2 separate regions of the Mus musculus genome follow, and region 1 is linked to region 2. The links are chromatin contacts, called in public HiChIP or PLAC-seq maps. All regions are on one chromosome and are shown on one strand. Each heading gives the region's core, a stretch centred on a gene start, on an enhancer-like site or on the middle of the called end of the contact. The rest is flanking DNA. Distances are from core to core; before and after follow the strand shown. Region 1 holds the start of Platr10 (pluripotency associated transcript 10). Region 2 holds the start of Pdcd10 (programmed cell death 10).

What was found. HiChIP or PLAC-seq counts read pairs in DNA pulled down with a chosen protein or histone mark.
Region 1: an H3K27ac HiChIP or PLAC-seq map of embryonic stem cells shows a contact between it and region 2, with 42 read pairs. The contact joins the promoter of Platr10 here to the promoter of Pdcd10 in region 2. A contact is called at or near these places in 4 of 39 promoter capture datasets (the HPC-7 cell line, embryonic stem cells, hematopoietic stem and progenitor cells and 1 more), 9 of 484 Hi-C or Micro-C datasets (differentiating embryonic stem cells and embryonic stem cells), 9 of 115 datasets of contacts at active chromatin or transcription factors (embryonic stem cells and epiblast stem cells) and 1 of 9 other capture datasets (adipose tissue).

Annotation. Positions count from the first base shown.
Region 1 is chr3:75,654,267-75,657,808 of GRCm38.p6, reverse strand. Platr10 (pluripotency associated transcript 10) reads left to right here and starts at 2,078. Exons shown (of 3, transcript NR_040539.1): 1 at 2,078-2,419.
Region 2 is chr3:75,555,110-75,558,884 of GRCm38.p6, reverse strand. It overlaps Pdcd10 (programmed cell death 10), which reads left to right and starts at 2,033. Exons shown (of 8, transcript NM_019745.4): 1 at 2,033-2,163. Serpini1 (serine (or cysteine) peptidase inhibitor, clade I, member 1) reads right to left here and starts at 1,392. Exons shown (of 9, transcript NM_009250.3): 1 at 1,243-1,392.

The sequences.
Region 1 (3,542 bases), core at 829-3,328, 99 kb before region 2:
AGCATTCTACTAAGATTTGGTAGGAGACTATGTAACTAAGATCATCTGTTACTGGTGAAAAGATAGATTAATAGAGGAGTCTAAAGACACCGAAATAGATTCACAGAAATGCTGCCAGTGTGTTTTTCATGAAGCCCCCAAACCAATTCAATGGAGTAAAACCAGTCTTCAGCAAATGGTGCTGTAATAATTGTACATAAAAAAGGCCAAAGAAACATTAAATACCCCACCCGTTCACCCATTCACAAGTTTAATCAAAATGTCTTACACACACACACACACACACACACACACACACACACACATAGCATACACTTATGTGAAAGTAATCCACTTTTAGGCCTGGCATAATTCTTTGATCACTTGAGATGGTTATGTTGTCAACTTGTTACAATGTAGCATCATAATGGAAGAGAGTCTCAATCAGGTTGGGGGGTGGCTGTATCTGAGAAGCATTGTCTTGAGGGTTAATTGAGGTGGGAGAACCTGATTGTGTGCAGCATTATTTCACGGGCTGGGCTCTCAGCTGTATCAGAGTAGGGAAAACTAGCAAACAGGCAAGCAGCATACGTGGACTCCTCTCTCCATTCTTAGAAGTAGATGTGAGATGGTGGAGCTCCGACTTCTTCAACTCCCCTGTTATGGTGAACTCTAACCTGGAGTTGGAAGGCACATACAACCTTTCCTCCCAGTGCTGTCTTTTGTTCAGGTATTTGTCACGACAGAGAAATGAAGCTAGAACAACACCAAACCATGTTCTGGAAAACATTGGCTTCTTTTAAAGTAATAACATTTTAATATTTTTTGTATTATACTGCAAAGGAATTGAGATAAACTATAGACTGAGAGAAAACATTTGCAAATAACATATTTGACAAAGGTCTCAAACCATTTGAATTTTTAAAATTCAAATAAGAATGAAAAACCTAATAAAGGAAATAATCCAAAGATTAAAATAAATATTACCAGAGAAGGTACATAGCAGTAAAAATGAAAAATATGTCTGAATATAGAAACCATGTCATTAGGGGTAAATTAATTTAAATTGTAAGTAGAAACAATTACACATTTCAGAATGGCCAACACCTACACAACAAACAGATATCAGCACATGCAAGTGTTTGCACAATCTGACAGTAGCAAGTGCTAACTCAAACACAGATCAACTGGAAAAGGCCTAGTGCTGCAGTTACTATGTGAATAGGGGCAGTTTCTTACAAATATACTATTGTTACATGATTCAGGATGCCCCATTCAGTGTTTTATTTTTATTATGCAGATTTGGAAAAAGTATTTTTTTACAAAAGTTCTCATCAACCTTTATATGAGTTTTTACAACAATACTATGTAACTGCCAACAATTAGCAATGACACAAATATCATTAATGTGTTAGCAGATTAACACACCATGGAATATATAGGCAGTAGACCAATTCAGCCATAAAAACCAAGAACATATAATTTAAATAAAGATGCTTAATGACTCTTGCATATGTCACAGGTGAATAATATAACATCTTGAAACTTTACCTGTCGTGGTGTTTATATAAATCAAGAAAAGACAAAATGGTAGAAACAAAGAGCAAATGAACGAGTGCTGGAAAACGCAGGCAGAACGGGGTGACTGCTACCAGTGTCTGTGTCTAATGTTTTCATGGCCTCTTAGATGAAGAACTGAAACTCGGCTCACACAGATATGCAAAAGAAGCAAGACCACTTGATTTTGAGTAAAACAATTGTTCAGGTTAAGAGAGATACATTATTAAGGTTGATAGAGGGCCACATTAATAAGAGTTCTCAAGGGGCCCAGGCAACTTTATAGTATTTTTATATGGACTTTAAGAGGAGAGAATGATTACTAAGGGGTATAGTTTGGGCAACTTAATTTTGATTGATAGATTACATCATATAATAATTTCATGTAACCTCCCCCCACAAGCCTGAAGCAGGCTGAGCCAGACCTTGACTTTGCTTACCACTAAGGAGATCACCTAGGGTGGAGCCTGCCTCTCTGGATCACTCTATTGTTCTGCCTCTGCCACTGCTCCTACCTGCTGGGAGTCTGCCTAGCTATTCTGGAGCCTACACGTGGTCACCTGAAGCTGGCTCCAAGGATGATTTGGTGGGAATGGGCTTCCCCTCTCCTTTATAAAGTGTGTCTGCCATTAAAAATTTGAACCTTGAGCAGACTAGCTTGTCTTGGTTCCATTATTTCTCTACCTGCCTAGATTCCCTCTTCTCTTCCAGTTCCGAGATGCCTCCCAGGCTCGAACCCGGACATGAGAGCCGCAGGCCGGCCCCAACCATTTGGCGAACCAACTTGGGACTTAGGAATGGCAGAGGACATTTGGAAGAAACACTGCTGGTTTGGAGCTCCATGGAAGAAGAAAAGAATTAAAGAAAATTCATACCGGAGAAGGTGTGGTATGGGCTAAGCTGGAACAGCGTTAAACCAGCACGCTGGGTTCACTTAAGTTCAGCAGTGAGATACAGGATCTAGGAATGTGACAGGCAGTTAGCCGCAGCTTCCAGAAGCTACTTTTTTAGGTGAGAGAAATAAAAGGGTTTAATAAAAGGGATTTAATAATTAGGCGGATTGGTCGCAGTCAGAAACTGCATTAGGCGGGGGGGAAAATGTCCCAGAAGCAGAGAGAAATTTTAGGGGTACTCTGCTTTGTTCTCTCTGAGCCCTACAGTAGAAGTCCTCTGCCCTCTTTGTGTTTTTGTCTAAGGTCTTGTCTAAAGTCTGGTGCACCGGTCTGTCCACGTGTTCAATTCATGTATGTTCATGGCTAGTCTGAATGAATGAATTTCTGTGTTTTCATATTGGAAGATAAAAGGTGACTAAAACTTTCTCTGCTGGTATAGCAAAGCTGAGAGGACCACAGGATCAGGCACAGCAGGAGAGCCCCTGCTGGAAAAATTGTTTTTTTTTTTGTTTGTTTGTTTTTTGTTTTTTGTTTTTTTTTTTAAAGAGAGTCTGCAGCCTCATGGTATTGGGGCAAAAAAAGCTGATAGATGTTTTTTTCCTAAGAAAATTCTCTGCATTCGTGATTATTGCATTTGGCTAATGACAAAGTGCTTTTTATTTTATAATTATAGCTAGAAAAAACTAATATTCTCTGATTGATCTAAGTGTAGCTGATTCATTTGGTTTTTTACTGGTAATGTGCTCTGCATGTCTTCACAATCAGCTCATGAGTTATTGGTTGGGATTAAATAATTGTTACATTGGTAACAGAGGGTTAGCCTTAAATTGACAACTCAGGAGTTTTTCAAACACGTGGCATACGCAGGCAAAAAAAAAAAAAACTAAACAAACAAACAACAACAAAACAGGGCCTCCTAAGATACTTCTAGCTGAGATAATATTTAATGTGATTCTTATCCTAGAAAGTAAGATTAAGATAAGATTTAAAGCAAGGTCTCTTTAATGAAGCATTAAAGCTTGCACTGTCATAAATTCATAGGTATAAATTGGCAGCCAAATCTCGCAATGTAATAGTGAAGTTTTAATGTTGATTCTTAAGGTGATAAATTGT
Region 2 (3,775 bases), core at 784-3,283:
AAACCAGAATAGTATGACAAAAGAAGAAAATAGAAGGTGATTTCTGGATCTTATTGACCCCTCTTTAAACAATCTCAAGTATTCTGGCACCCTATGGAATAGTCAACTGTCACAAGAAAGCCATTTCAGAGCAGAGTATGCTGCAATATGCTACATGACTAACAGGCATATAATCTGGGACACTATTTCACAACAAAAAAATGAACTAAGCACGTAGAATTTTAGTACTTTTCCAACCCAAAAGGCTGTAATCTGTCATAGGTGCAAAGGTAGGATTGACTACCTAACATAACAAGTATTACAACATAATTCCACCCGTATGTATTACTAGCATTCAAAAGAGTATACACACAATGAGAATGAACTATTATTGTGTGATACTATATACCTCTAAAATGAGAGCCCATTATAAAATACTAAAGGTTATCATTTTACACATACTCTCTTCAATAGAGGAAAGCTCCTCCACACAGTTCCCTTGTACTCCTGTTTTTAAAACACGAACAAACGTTACCGGACACAAATGAGAGAATAAGAAGCAGCGAGGAAGTACACCATATGTTCCCGTTGTAGGCTAAACCCAGGTCTTTGTTTCAATATTCCAGCGCCAGCAGGAAGGAAAAGCCAAATACCCACCCATTTCAATTTATTTTCTCATTAATGCTGGTAAAAGTTATACTTAGGATAGGTTTAGCCGGAACCCATCCTATCTTATTATTTGCTTCTTTAACCCATATCTTTTGCAATCCAAAGACCCTGCAATACAACCGGTTATCTTGGATAGACTGTCCGTGGCAGGACAATCTGATAAACTAACACAAGCGTCAGGCACTGAAGAGGACAAAGTTATTTTCTTAGTGAAACAGTTACAAAGTGGTTCTCTATCAATGCCAATTTTGCCTTTTTAACAGCTACGCATCTAGCTTGACACCATCCACCTGGTACTCAATTAGCAGGGCTTTCTTCAATCTTGTGATCTCCCAGACCAGTTTTAATGGTGCAACTCAAAACAAAATCCTTAACCACGCCCTTAATATCCCAGGCAGAGTTACCTTTTGTTTTTTGTTTTTTTTCTCTCTCTCTACCAAAGTCTGTAATTGTACGTAATTGTACTGAAAAGGTTTGCACCGCGATCCTAAGTCAACATAGCACTCTTTCCTCCAGTATCCAGGCGTTCCTATTGTCAGATGCCTTCCTCCCCAGGTTGCTGTGCTGTAGCCCGCAAGTGGCGCCCACGCTTACCTCCTTCACACCTGCAATCCCCGCTCGGGATGCTGGAGAGGATGCTGGGCAGGCTGAGACTGCTCCGGATGCTGCTCTTGCCTCTCTCCAGGGAAACTACAGACTAGGCTGAGCTGAAGCTTCTTCTGAGATTCAAGCTCCGCCTTCCCCGCCTCTAATTGGCCGAAGCTCGGGCTGCGGCTCCTCCCACTGCCATCTGCGCAGCCTAGGCGCAGAGCGGTACCCGAGGTCTCTTAGTTCCTGGTGCTCTGACCCCTTCATTTCGGACTTTCTCCCCTCTGGCATCGCACCTGGCCCTTCCTCAGGTCCTGCTTAGCTCTTTTAGCCGGCTGGTCCAGTGAACACGGGAGTGGGCTGTCCTTTGGGGGTATGGGGGTACTGTTGCTTCGGAGTAGGCGGAGCCCACCGGTCTAGCCCCTAGAGCCTTCCTCCCCGCCTACCCATGGACTCAGCCCAGCCTCCTGTCGCTTGCTACCTCTGGCCCCCCGCCCTTTTCTTTACACCCATCCGAGGGCACCTCCCATCGGTGGGCGTGGCGTTGTGGGCTATCTTCTCATTCTGATTGGTGCAGGTGAGACTCGGCCCCGCCCTCCCTCGTTTCTGGGCGCGCTCTCTCTTCATCTCCTCCCCTCCCTCAAAGACAGGGAACTCTCTTCTGATTTGCTAGAAGTGTCCCCACCTATTGCCTAAGGCGTTCTCGCACAGCCTTCTGGGAAATGTAGTCTTACTATTGCAGGAAGTGCTAACGGAAATGGAGGGCGGAACTACAAATCCCCATCGGGCCTTGCGCGACTCCTGCTGGGCAGGATTCCGGACAACGCCTGGTTCCTTTCGGGTCCTTCCGGCGTCGCCGGAGTGAATTGATCCGGGAGTTGAAGAGGGCTCCAAAGGTGGGAAGTGAAGTCCGTGCCTCAGTTGCCGGTAAGGCGAGGTTTCTCGGTTCGGGTCCGCACGGCTCCGTGGGCAGCCAGAGCGGCCTGGGGTCAGGCGGGGACCGAGGCGGAGGTGCTGAGGCTAGGCTCTGGCCGGCGGGGCGGACGGGTGGGGAGCCGGGCCTTGTGGGCGTCAGCGAGGTCTCTACGCGAGCTGCGGAAAGCTGGGTTTGTAAATGCCTCCTGCCCAGCCCGGCCCGGCGCCTCCAGGAAGTCCGCTGTGGGTTTGGGTGGAGGGGAAGGGTGAGGTCGGCCTCCCGGGTCTCCACTGACCGAGGGGGCGGATGTGGTGGGGTGAGGTCCCGGGCAGGTGAGGCTAAAGCTTGGCTAGGCCTGGAGGGAGCGTGGGTGCCCGGGAGTCGCCTCCCGGTGTGGCTGGGGTTATGCCCTTTGAGGGAAGAAGAGAGACAGTGTTGACAGTTCCGACTCAGTTCCAATTTCCTCTCTGAGGAGGTGATTCTTAACTCGGAAGGTTTGTGCCTCTTGACTCCAATACGTCAGATGGATGTATACTTCTCAAGTGCCCTCGAAGCGCTTTCACTTTGGGATGCTAATGAGACTACTGTAGAAGCAAATGACGTGCCCAAGGTCACACAGATCTTCAGAGTCTAGTCCTCCGAAAGTCCAGTTTCTGACCAGAGTTGTCGGCTTAGGAAGAAAGAGTGGGGAGGTGGGTGGTAGTACTGGAAGCAGATAGAAGAAGTTGCAAAGTAGTGTGCCTGTTTGTCAGAAACGGTTGTGAGGTGCAGAGAGTTGGTTTGTTGACGTGGAGTGGAAGCTTTGCCAAAGCATCCTCTCTAATGTTCTGTAAAACAGGAAGGATCGCTTTAGCTTAGATCTTTACCCCTTTTTCTGGGGTCTACTGAATGATAACACTCACTTTCCACACGCCATTTTTAAAGGATAGATAATATTTAGGAATAGCTCAGTGTTGCCATTAAGAGAATAGTCCTTTTCATTTCTATTTTCTTACCATTTTCAAAAACTATGGGTGAAACTTTCACAGAACTTACTTTACAGATATTCATGCTTTCATTAAGTGAAAATTAAGTGCAGAATCTTGGAGAAATTGTACCATGTTCATTACAAGAAGTGACCCTTTGGGGGGGGGGGTCAGGTTTTTACTTTTCTCTCATTTTCTTCACTCCATGTGTAGACAGTAAAACATACACTTGTATATTTTCTTTTCTTGGCATCATCAGTGAGTTTTAATTCATTCTTATTTAATGTTAATGAATGATAAAAATGATGCTTCTATATTGAATGGAAAGAACTGCAGGCTTACTATGTAAATTAAAATATAAATACATAGTATGTACTGTAAGTATATATGCTATATATTGAATGTGCTTTGCTTGCCATGATTAATATTAATTTTTTTTTAATGCAAAGCTGTTTCTGGGATCAGAAGAACCAGTCAAAATGGTCTTGTTTGAAGGGGACTTTTAAAGAAAATGGAGAGTTGTGGTACCATAAAATGAAGCAAAATCAGGAATAATGTAACACCACACGTCACAGTAAGGGAAAAGTCACTAACAAAAGGGAAATTATCTGGGATTAATTGGTTTTGAAGTGGAGTTTGAAGTGCATTAATTTGAGTG